Regions from separate parts of the Mus musculus genome. Here region 1 is linked to region 2. A link is a contact called in public HiChIP or PLAC-seq data. All regions are on one chromosome and are shown on one strand. The core of a region is the stretch at or near the end of the contact, and the rest is flanking DNA. Distances in the headings are between cores, read along the strand shown.

Region 1 (5,288 bases), core at 1,537-4,036, 130 kb before region 2:
CAGCAGTGTTTCCTGACTGGAAGAAGTGACTGAGTGGATGCCAGTGCCGGCTTTATCTCATGAAATCATGGCAATACTGCTTACCTGGGTGCTTTCACGGGCTCCCAGTCAGGTCATAATTATGTCAGCAAGAACTGTGCCCTTCTCTTCTCCTTGCTGTTGCTGGATTTTTACACCTTTCTCTTCTCCCTCTCCTTAACCAATAATATATTTTTTTCTTGGAAACCAGCTTTCTTTTAATGTATCTTTAAAATAATAGATACTTGATTTTTAAGAATACATGAATCCTTTCAGTATTGTGCTAAGTAAAATAGGAAAACATTTGACAAGTGTCTTATAATATCAATTTTTAGAATTTAAGGTATTCTAAGGTCACTTGGAAAACTGGCATGCTTATATTACATGGAGCAGAAAACATGACTTAGAATCCTGTTCAGTGTCAAGGAACAATGTGCTTAGTGTGTAATTAAGTGAGTTAAAATAACCTCTGTGCAGTGCCATTTCATACATATGAACTACAGCAGGTTACAGAAATCACTGAGTTTTCTTCCTTGTGCTTTTTACAAAATAAATTTCCAGCTTGTGGTATTACACATTCTTTTCTTATTACTTTTCCTTATTACTTTTGAAGTATCATGAAATTGAATGTAAAAGGAAAAGGAAAGTGTTACATACATGATGGTTTCATATTTTGCTATATCTATGTAAGGTCTACATAGTCTGGCAGACTGAGGCTAGCTATAAGATGCAAGGATTACCCCAGTGTTGGAAAACAACCTATTTCCTACCGTGTTTGATGAACAAATGAGATACTACAGTTAAAAGCTTGTTGTAGATTTCTATGAATTTTGCAAAGTTTACTATGCTTTGCAAATATAAGCACCCTGCTGCTCTGTCCCCCTTATGAGTATAAATATCACCACAAAATATGTTTTCAGTACACATTTGGTTAACTTACAAGGATTTTGCTTTGGTAATAAGCAATTACTTCACAGGGACAAAGTAACCTTTTTTTTTTTGTTTTTGTTTTGTTTTTTTGGAGACAGGGTTTCTCTGTATGTATAGCCCTGGCTGTCCTGGAACTCACTTTGTAGACTAGGCAGGCCTCGAACTCAGAAATCCACCTGCCTCTGCCTCCCAGGTGCTGGCATTAAAGGCGTGCACCACCACACCTGGCTTGACAAAGTAACCTGTAGGCTCCATAATTACCCCAGCTTTAAATTTGAATTCCTTGTCAGTCATTACTCTGCTAGATACTGAGTGTAGGGCCTCCTTCACCCATGCTAGGCAAGCGCCCTCTCTTGTCTATGATTTAACAATGTAAGAGACAGTGTTGTTTTCTGCTCCAATAGTTGGATGCATATCATCTCCACCTAAGGGTACTGCTTTCTAAGTTATTCATGCCTTCCTCCCATTTTTTTTTTTTTTGTGAAGCCTTTAAAATGAATGCCCAGGTGAATACAGGATCTTAGAACTGCTTGATCACCGTTGACTTCTCAAACGGCTATACATCCACTGTGCAGTTTTGTTTTGGGTTTAGACACAGTCTCAGTATGTCGCTATGATTATCCTGGACCTAACCACTAGACTAGGCTGGCCCACCTGTGCCTGGGATTAAAGGTTTGTACCATCACTCCAGACCCTACCACATTCTTTAAGTGTTTTACCCATCCCTTTAAATATGACAAATATCCAGTGTTTACTTTTTCCTCCAACACACTGTTAGTCCATGATTTTTAATTGAATGAAGGCAAATCTATTTTCTGGACTGCCCATCCTTGACCCATATTGAGCAATTATTGTTCTGAGTAATTTTTATAACCATTTTCCCTACTGTAGGCAGTTTATCATAAAAATTATTTCAGCTATTTATTCATGTACTAGAAAAAGAAAGAACAGTTAATTTTCCAACTCTGGTAATGTCTTAAGTATTGCTTCTTTATGACTTCAATTCTATACACTCCTGCCTGTAAGCCCTTCCAAATAAATAAGGTAGAAGTGATATATCGATCTAAAAATTCTAGTGCCTTTTCACTTCCTACAGCATTCTAGTGAAAATCTGCTTAGCAAAGCGTCTAATCTATTATCTAAGGAGCTATATTTAGGCTATCGTTTTTTTCTCAAGCATCAAGTTCAAGCCTGGGGAAATGCCCGGGTGCGTTTAACGGTGGTGAGCTGCGAGCTGCGAGCTGGGCCAGGTGCAAGACTCGCTCGCAGAGATGTTTCTGTCTCTAGCCAACTGTTTCCATTAAAATCCCGCTGGTCTGCGCTACCTCAGAGTTAACTGCAGAGCTCCTTAATCATAAGCTAACTCAAATGTATCCATGGCAGGTCTGCCACCTATTTTAAGGTCCTCAGAGGTCCGACAGAGCATGACTCGGGATCGAGCCTCTGGGACCCATAGAAGCAAAAGGTTGGAGCGTTGAGGGCTGCTTAACCCTCGGCCTGGCCAGGACGGCCCTGCCCGCCCGGAGTTTCCAGGTCTTATTTTCCTGTAACAGACCTAAAGAAACCGCAGCGCCCCGCAGCACGGCCGGCGGGGTGACTTTTGCGGGCTGGCACCGGGGTGGAGAGAGCGCGGGACAACGGCGGCGCGGAACGCACTGGGAGCCGGCAGAGTTCGGCCACCGCGCTCAGGCTGCTTTCAGAACGCTCCCAGCGGCTTCCGCGGGCCCCGCCCCCGCCGGGGTTTCCCCGCCGCCCGTCTCATTTGCATGGCGCGCCCCTCCCCCGCTGCCATTGGCCGGCGCCGGGCCCCGCCCTCCCCCACTCCCCTCCCTCCGCCGTAGGGTTCCGTCCCCCGAGCGCCCGGAGCTGCGGGCAGCGGGCGGACTGTTAAACCGCGGCGGCGGCGTCAGCCGGGGCGGGAGCGGGGCGCGCTCTGGAGACGAGTCGGCGGCGCCCCGGGTGGGGGGAGGCGGGCGGACAGCTAGAGATCGCCTCGGCGGCCCCCACCACGGCCGGACCGAAGGTGCGGCGGCGGAGGGCAGCCAGGGCGCCCCAGCAGGCGAGTGGCCGGCGTCGCAGCGGCGGGCTGAGGGGGGTGGGTCTCCTCGGCGGGGGACGGCGGCGGCGCGGGGCGGGAAAGAGCGGAGAAGACCGCCGGGTGGACTCGCGGGCTCGGCGTCCGCCGGGCAGCCCCCTTTGCACCCCGAACCCTGCTTGCCGTTGGACTGCGGGCCCCGGCACAAGACCGTGCTTTGGGGCAGGGGTCGGACCGCAGCCAAATTTAAACGGCTAAACCTAACAGCCTTGGCAGACACGGCGGGGAGGGGAGGGCGGGGCAGGGGGCGGGCCTGGATTCGAGTCACGTGGGGATGGGGCGGGGCTTGGCAGGCCTCCCTTTTGTTTTGGCTGGCGCGTGCGCAGAAGGCGGAACACGTGGTTTTTCTTGGGCACGCCCTCTCCCTCCCCCCCCCCCCGCCCCCCGCAAGGCTGGAGCAGCGGCGCCTGTCCTGGGGGTGTGGGGCGCTCTGTGGGAAGCTTTCCGTAACGCTGAGCTTGGCTGGCCAGCGGCGACATTAATTTCTTCTTATTTGGGGCCGTTATGGATTTGGCCTTTAGAATTGTTTGGGGTGGAAGGGAGTGTTGTGGTTTATTGAAAGGTAACCGGTCCGAGTTGGTGTTGCTGCTTGTGCCCAAGAGGGGAGAGGGCTAGCTTTAAAAAAAGAAACAGCGTTTGGTAAGGAGAAATAAATGCAGGACGGTGTTGTGTGGTCCCAAATCGGGGAAGGAGCTGTTGGGATCTGCCTTGCGAGGAGCGGGCGCTGCGTGGGCGTCCTCGGTACCCCCGCAGAAGGCGCGGTGGCGGTTCCCTGTCCTCGCTGTTCCCATCGCGGGTTCCCGGGAGACTGGAGTTGTGGGAGTCACCTTCTGGCTTTGATTCCCCCAGCTTGGACGCAGAATGTGCCGGAGAGACTAAGAAAGATTGGCCGCCGCCGCCGCCTTTAATAGTTTAACTTTGTGTTTGTAGAAAGGTTTTTAAATCCTGATTGGATAGGGCAAGTTTGATAGCAACATAACTTCCCCGAAACTGTTCCTGAGCACAGCTGGCAAAACAGGCAGGATTTGAGGGTAGAAGTAGTTCTAAAAATAATTCGACAGTGGAGGGGGAAAAGCGCAGGTGTGGAACGCAGACTGTTTAGTAATGCCGGGGGTTGATTTCTGCGGTTTCCAGAGAGCTAACTAGCCGTTTCCTTGGGCAAGTCACAGCCTTGCTGATACATCTGTTTCCTCTGGAAAACCGTTTCGTAATACAGTTCCTGCCTTAAAAGAGTGTAATGAAGATCACGTGCCTTGTGTTAGTGAGCATAAATCACCACGTAATGTGGTGGTGTAACATAACGTCAGTTTTTAACAAAGCTAGCATATTTTTGGAATTTTAAGAATAAGCCGTGAAGTAAGATATTTGATTTTCGCCAGATCTGTTGCACTTTTTGTGTTGTTTCTGGCCATGTAACCAGGCTGGCCTCCGGACTTGCTGTGTAATCCAGGTCCCCTTTAGAGCTGACCTAGGAACGTGTGCCTAACTGCTGTAACTTTAAGTTTCTCTTCACGGTTTGAAAGATCACTGTCAAGGTCTGCTATCACTTCTTATCTATGTATAATTTTCCCTAAAACTGGAGAGCATGCGTTTTCAGTTAATTTAAAAGTAGAAATATTAAATATTCTCTGAAAAACGATTTTAATAACTGCTTAACATTTTCATCATTTGAGTATATTTTTAGTTTTTCCTATTGGCAGATGTTTGGGGTTTTTCTAATATTTTGTGTAAATTATTACACAAGTCTTTGAAATAGTATACTCCCCTTTCCCCATTAGATTTATAGGAGTCTGAGCCGGTTTTTAAAGTTTTTATGCTCTTGTGACACCCCAATTTTGAGCATGTATTAATTTACTCATAGAGGTATAAATGTGTCTCCTGCCATAGCCTAGTTCATCACCCAGGATTGGCTATATGGGGAAAACCTTGTTGTCCACTCCCACTCCCACACTGACCTGTATGTGGTATCTGGTGCATTTCCTAACTTACTGTTAGGTATTTGAGAGAAAACTTCATATTCACATGAGTATAGCAAATAGTGGATGTCTAGTAAAGACTTGCCGATTGGCTGCAAATATTTAAACTTTTTTTTTTAAACCGGTGAGCCGTCAGGAAATTGTCTTTTCCTTTTTTGTCTTAAGAGTACAGAGTTGCTAATGTAGTAACTGATTGAGCTGTTTGAGTACTTGTTCCATACGGCTAGGCCTCACTAGTCTTTATAGTTTTCTATTAAATGTTCCAGTAA
Region 2 (5,069 bases), core at 1,537-4,036:
TTTTTTTTTTTTTTCTTTTTAGGCTTGGAAAGGAAGACAAGGCCTTGTAGCCCCAAGCTCTCAAAATTGAGATTCTGTTTTCAATGGCTGATGCTGTGTCTATCATTCAGTAGGACACTGGTTCAATAACACCCTTGGTTTGGGAGCCATCAAAAGGCTTAGCATGTCATATTCTAATCTCAATTTTTTTTTCCAAGGGGAATGGAAACGCTGGAAACAAATACACACAAACAATTCTGTCACACGGATGGGAACACCTGTTTCAAAACTTCCAATTTAAATGAAAATAAGATGGACAAATATTGAACACATCAGACACAGAATCCATTTGGGTGAAGGGACACATTCAACACATGTTTGCAGCCTGAAGTCTCTGTGACAGCTCAGCAAATCAGTAGTCACGTGGGCAGAAAATTTAAATACATTTGAAAGTTAATGTAGGCTTAAAAGGCTGGCAAAATAAACTGTCAGGACAACTCAATTAGCTGCACTCCAGCAAAGTGTGCAGCTGATAAAAGGAATTAGTCTGCTCCTCCCAAATTTACTGTGTATGTGTGTCTCTTATAAGCAAAAATGACTTCTGGCAGGGTCTGCTGCTTTAGTGTTGGGTGAGTCTGAACATCCTGAGATGGGCTGTGATCCCTTTTCATTCTCCATGCATGTATTATAGAGATCTACAATGGAAGAGAGAATGAAAAGAGAGATAACACTGTGCCCAGATGACGTTTTAATTCTGTGGTTGATGTCAATGTGATTAATTGATTTATGGTTAAATAACATCTTTGCCTTTGCAAAAGGAGAGTCATCTACAGATATTGCTAGGGTAAAACATTCCACAGAGGAACCCAGTCAGCAACTGTCCAGAAAAAAAGAAAATGATTATATCTACACATTCCTATTTTTATCGTGTGCTATATAAATACTTCATTGCACTTTTAGTAAAAGAAATTAGCAGCAAGATGGGCATTCAGATGCTTCTCATGTTGGTGTAGTCAAAGCTACCATTTATTTAAAGTCCAACTCATGTTTTCACTAGAAGAAAGAGCAATGATTTTCAATAAGATCTGCTAAACTTTCTTTAAAATAGGGATATGATTACAGCATCTGACTGATGTATGCAACCCAAAACTCTTCAAAGAATACTAGAAAAAGGAGGTGTTTAAAATTTCTTTGCTTCCCCAAAGATCAAGCTCAAAGGATTGATGTGCATTATCTTTATGACTTTGTAGCACGTGTGAAGGACATCTATGCTAAAGAAACAGTGCAGCCCATTCTGATAATCAATTCAGACTATGTTGCTAGCATGTCTGGAATGACATCTCCTTATTAATTATCCATTGGAAAGCACATATATGCACACAAGTAAAAACACATTTCTTCCAATACCAAGCAAAGCTACCGTTGGACTGGATTCTTCATTGACATCTAGATGTTACCTCAGTTCCCTTGGCCATAAAGGGAGGTTGATACTTACCAACTACCTCCCATTAGGGTAGAGAAAAGAAGTTAGTTGATGGGAAATGATTTGTGTATGGAGAGTGGCATAAATAGCATGCTTTCTTGTTTTACATTTGCTGTTCGTAATGAGTTTATTGCTTCTAGGATACTAACAGGAACTAGGTAATACATTTTGTAAATAGTTGGACAGAGAAAATGACTAGGAGGCAGTCCTCTTGTCTCATTTTTATTTAGAAATCTGAGATTGTGAGGAAAAAATGGTGCAAGAAAAGAAAAAAAAAGAAAACCATTACTTGGAGAGTTAAATGTCACAACATAACAGTAATTTCATGATGGCTATCCCATGAGGAAGATTGTGAGCCTCAACATTTCTCTATGGACAGAGAAGCTTATAGCTGAAAAGTCTATCAAGTTTCTCTAGAAATCAGCTGTTCTATGGAAATAATATAGGAATGCATACAGAAAAGATGAAATTACAGAACATGTTTCTGGAACACATCTCAGGCAATAAGTTATACTTGCCTTAGAAATAGGATGCTGACATTTGTATTTGCCATATCAATGAATTAAGTCACATAAATAATAAACAGCTAAAAAACTAACTATGAATGTAATGTAGGAAAAATTTCATTTCTTGGAGTTTATTTTGAACTGGAACTATATATAAAAATTACCTTCGATTTAGATTATGTTCTTCATATAATATAACATTTCAGCTATTTGTTGGAACCAGGAGAAAGCCAAACTCTTTGTGCTAAGAGCCTTTCTGTATTATGTTCTGTTTTCTATTTTAAATTTTTGAGGGAGTCCCATCCAGAGTCTGCCAGAACTGGAATAATCAAAAGTAGTTTCCTCATCAGGGAGCTATTCCATTTTATTGGATACTCTCAACATTTTACAAGTACTTCAGTAGGCAACTGAAATATCTATCTCATATATGATAGTTACAAAAAATAACTGAGAAGTTGAAATGAGATCAAGGTTTGTCAGAGCAGTGGATCAAATGCTAAAAGGTTTATCCTATACAGAATCCTGAATTCTTGAAAGCTTTAATTGTAAGAATGGCAGCTGATTTCTATGTCTTAACCAAACAGGGTAGAACAATAAGTATCAAAGCTAATAAAATTTTCTAAATTTATTTAGAAACAAGTGTGTGTGTGTGTGTGTGTGTGTGTGTGTGTTTGTAGCCCTGGCTGTCATGGAATTAGCTTTGTAGACCAGTCTCAAACTCCGAGATCCTTCTGCCTCAGGAGTGCTTGGATTAAACGGAAGTGCTGCCTCCAGTACAACCAAGACCAAACTTTCCAGATTTAAACTAACATCATGCAATGCATAAGTAAGCAGTCTTTTGTTGTAGAGGGGCATGGTCTCCGTCTGTTACCACAGCTGGCCTCTCTAGAGCCAAGGCTCCTTGACTCGGCCCATGCTGGCACACTTTTCCTTCTCCCTGTGTTTCTGAGTTGTTGAAAATGTCACTTTGGCAAATGATAGTAAGATCCAGATTTTAGAAAAGAAAATTCAAACAGGGCACAGTAGAGTCTTGATTTAAATAGTCTTCAAAAACTAGTTGTCATTTATAATACAAAGAAATAATTTGTAACAGGGAAATTTAGGTAATATTAGGAAAATGATTCTGACAAAGATTACCTCTTTTTATAGTTACAGCATGATGGTCTGTCTCAAAGTGTTTACATATTTGTATGCTTCCTAATATGCCTGAGAGTATTTCTTTAAATAAGAGATAGGTAAACAAGGAGCCATTCAGTAATAAAAGGGTAATTAAATTATAAAAAGTAAACCATGTATTGCAGCATATCACTTAAATAAAAAGTTAAGCAGAAGCAACAGATGATAACACTCCCAAGGTATTAAATTGGTGTGCTTTTATTGCTTCTTTCTGTACTTTTGGCTTTAGCTTTAATTTGGTTCTAGGACTCTAGAAGTGGGACATAAGACATGTGGTACGGCCATCTATACTGAGTGACTGCCTTGTGGTGGGAACTCTCATCAAGTAATGCTAAAGGAGCAACAGGCAGACAGCAAGGAAGCAAGCAGAAGGCCTAAGCTTACTCCTCCCCTTTGCAAAACAATCGTTGTTTAAAGTTTATATAACCTTCAGAACACCCAAGAAAATATATTTTAAGTGCTACAGAAGCTCAGATCAGATTGTAGGGAATAACTGGATTTTAGACATCTTGGGAGAAGCATCTTAGCAATGGCAAAGAGCACATCTGTGTGTCGCAGTGCATGTCATGGCGATGTCTTTTCAGCTACATTGCAGGTTGGTGGAATCTTCCTTGTACTTGAATAGAACCTGAGAAGGTTTCATGCCTTTCTGGCTACATATGAGCATGAGGTGGGTTATACTACATAGGTTGTTATCTCATCTGGACTACAGTCCTGCTCAAACGTGGACTGCATTCTTAATTTTTGTGAGAATAAAATGGCATGACAATTTCTTTTTAAATCAAGAGTTCACCATCGACTCCTACTTTTAAACTATCCCAACATGTCGAAACAAAATCCAGTTCTTAACTATAAACATTCAGCCTGAAGGACTTCAACTTCTCTAGATCTCTATTATTCCAGAGGTAAAATATGCCCATATGTGTGTTTGAGGAGCGTCTACAATGAGCTTCTGTAGAGCAGGGTTCTCCAGAGAAGAAAAAGTCTTCCATGGAATTTTCACTTCAATATTAATTCCCAATGGAAATTTTAAGAAATGGAACCAGACAGAAAACAATGTTTCTGATAGGCAATTTGGTAACTGGGTCTTTAAAGGGAATGCATTTGTGCAATTTAGTAGAAGTTTCCAATTGGTGTGTAAAAAAATTTTTTTTGAGTTTCCATCCACTTATCTGGTTATCTTGGTCTCTTCCTTACCCTGACTACTCAGTCCAACTTGCCTCTTTTGTCTAAGACAAGTGACTTGTCAGAAGCAAACTCCTAAACATGTTAAGCCACTAAATAAGGGGGTGGGCTTGGCAGGGCTACTACACTCCTGCTTTGCCTCTCAGTTAGCTTGGGTTAGATGTTCTTGAGGATAATGTTGAGTGTACCTCAGATCCTAAATACCAGAGTGCGTGTTAAATGTAATTCACATGGTTACTGCCTCTCTAGTTTTGGATTTTAATCATGTGCCTAATGAATTCTTGTGCAGAAAAGTAAGAAAGCCTGCCAACAAAATATCTAAAAACGTGCCATTTACTAAAATCCCCTCTTTAGTAAATGCCTAGATTTCCTCTGCTCCAAAGAGAGCTTGCTAACACAATGCCATGCAGCATATAGCAGAGATGGATGTGCTCCTGGCTGGTGGGACACCGCCACATTAATGAAATTGTTTCAAAACCCACAGCAATTTGTTCACATTTCTTCCTGACGATGGCTGCGCTTGGTGACTAACACCAAGGACCAGAGGGGAAGAGCAAGAGCAACAACAACACCAGACCAACAGCACCTGGTTTAAGATGCTCATCAAAATGCTGACATGATTGATTCCTCCCAAGACGAGCTCTCTGACTCTGGCTCTGAACTCGCCCTCGAACCTAGCACAGACATCGAGCTTTCTCCCTGTGCACTGGATGCAGCGCAGACTGAATCAGCTCAATAGC

What was found. HiChIP or PLAC-seq counts read pairs in DNA pulled down with a chosen protein or histone mark.
Region 1: an H3K4me3 HiChIP or PLAC-seq map of neural progenitor cells shows a contact between it and region 2, with 24 read pairs. The contact joins the promoter of Kansl1l here to the enhancer-like site in region 2. A contact is called at or near these places in 10 of 39 promoter capture datasets (the 3T3-L1 cell line, 3T3-L1-derived adipocytes, the C10 cell line and 5 more), 11 of 484 Hi-C or Micro-C datasets (B cells, CD4 single positive thymocytes, the G1E-ER4 cell line and 7 more), 14 of 115 datasets of contacts at active chromatin or transcription factors (the 230-238 cell line, DN3 thymocytes, the HPC-7 cell line and 9 more) and 4 of 9 other capture datasets (adipose tissue, liver, macrophages and 1 more).

The regions. Positions count from the first base shown.
Region 1 is chr1:66,815,093-66,820,380 of GRCm38.p6, reverse strand. Kansl1l (KAT8 regulatory NSL complex subunit 1-like) reads left to right here and starts at 2,786. Exons shown (of 15, transcript NM_001122738.1): 1 at 2,786-3,007.
Region 2 is chr1:66,687,283-66,692,351 of GRCm38.p6, reverse strand. The region is part of intron 61 of Unc80 (unc-80, NALCN activator); the gene reads right to left. Among named protein-coding and RNA genes, the nearest start is that of Rpe, 11 kb to the left of the region's middle. Within about 2 kb of position 2,786, at least 2 of the 459 cell types and tissues checked have an H3K27ac peak or open chromatin away from gene starts, as enhancers often do. A contact at or near this core is called in neural progenitor cells, where this site is marked.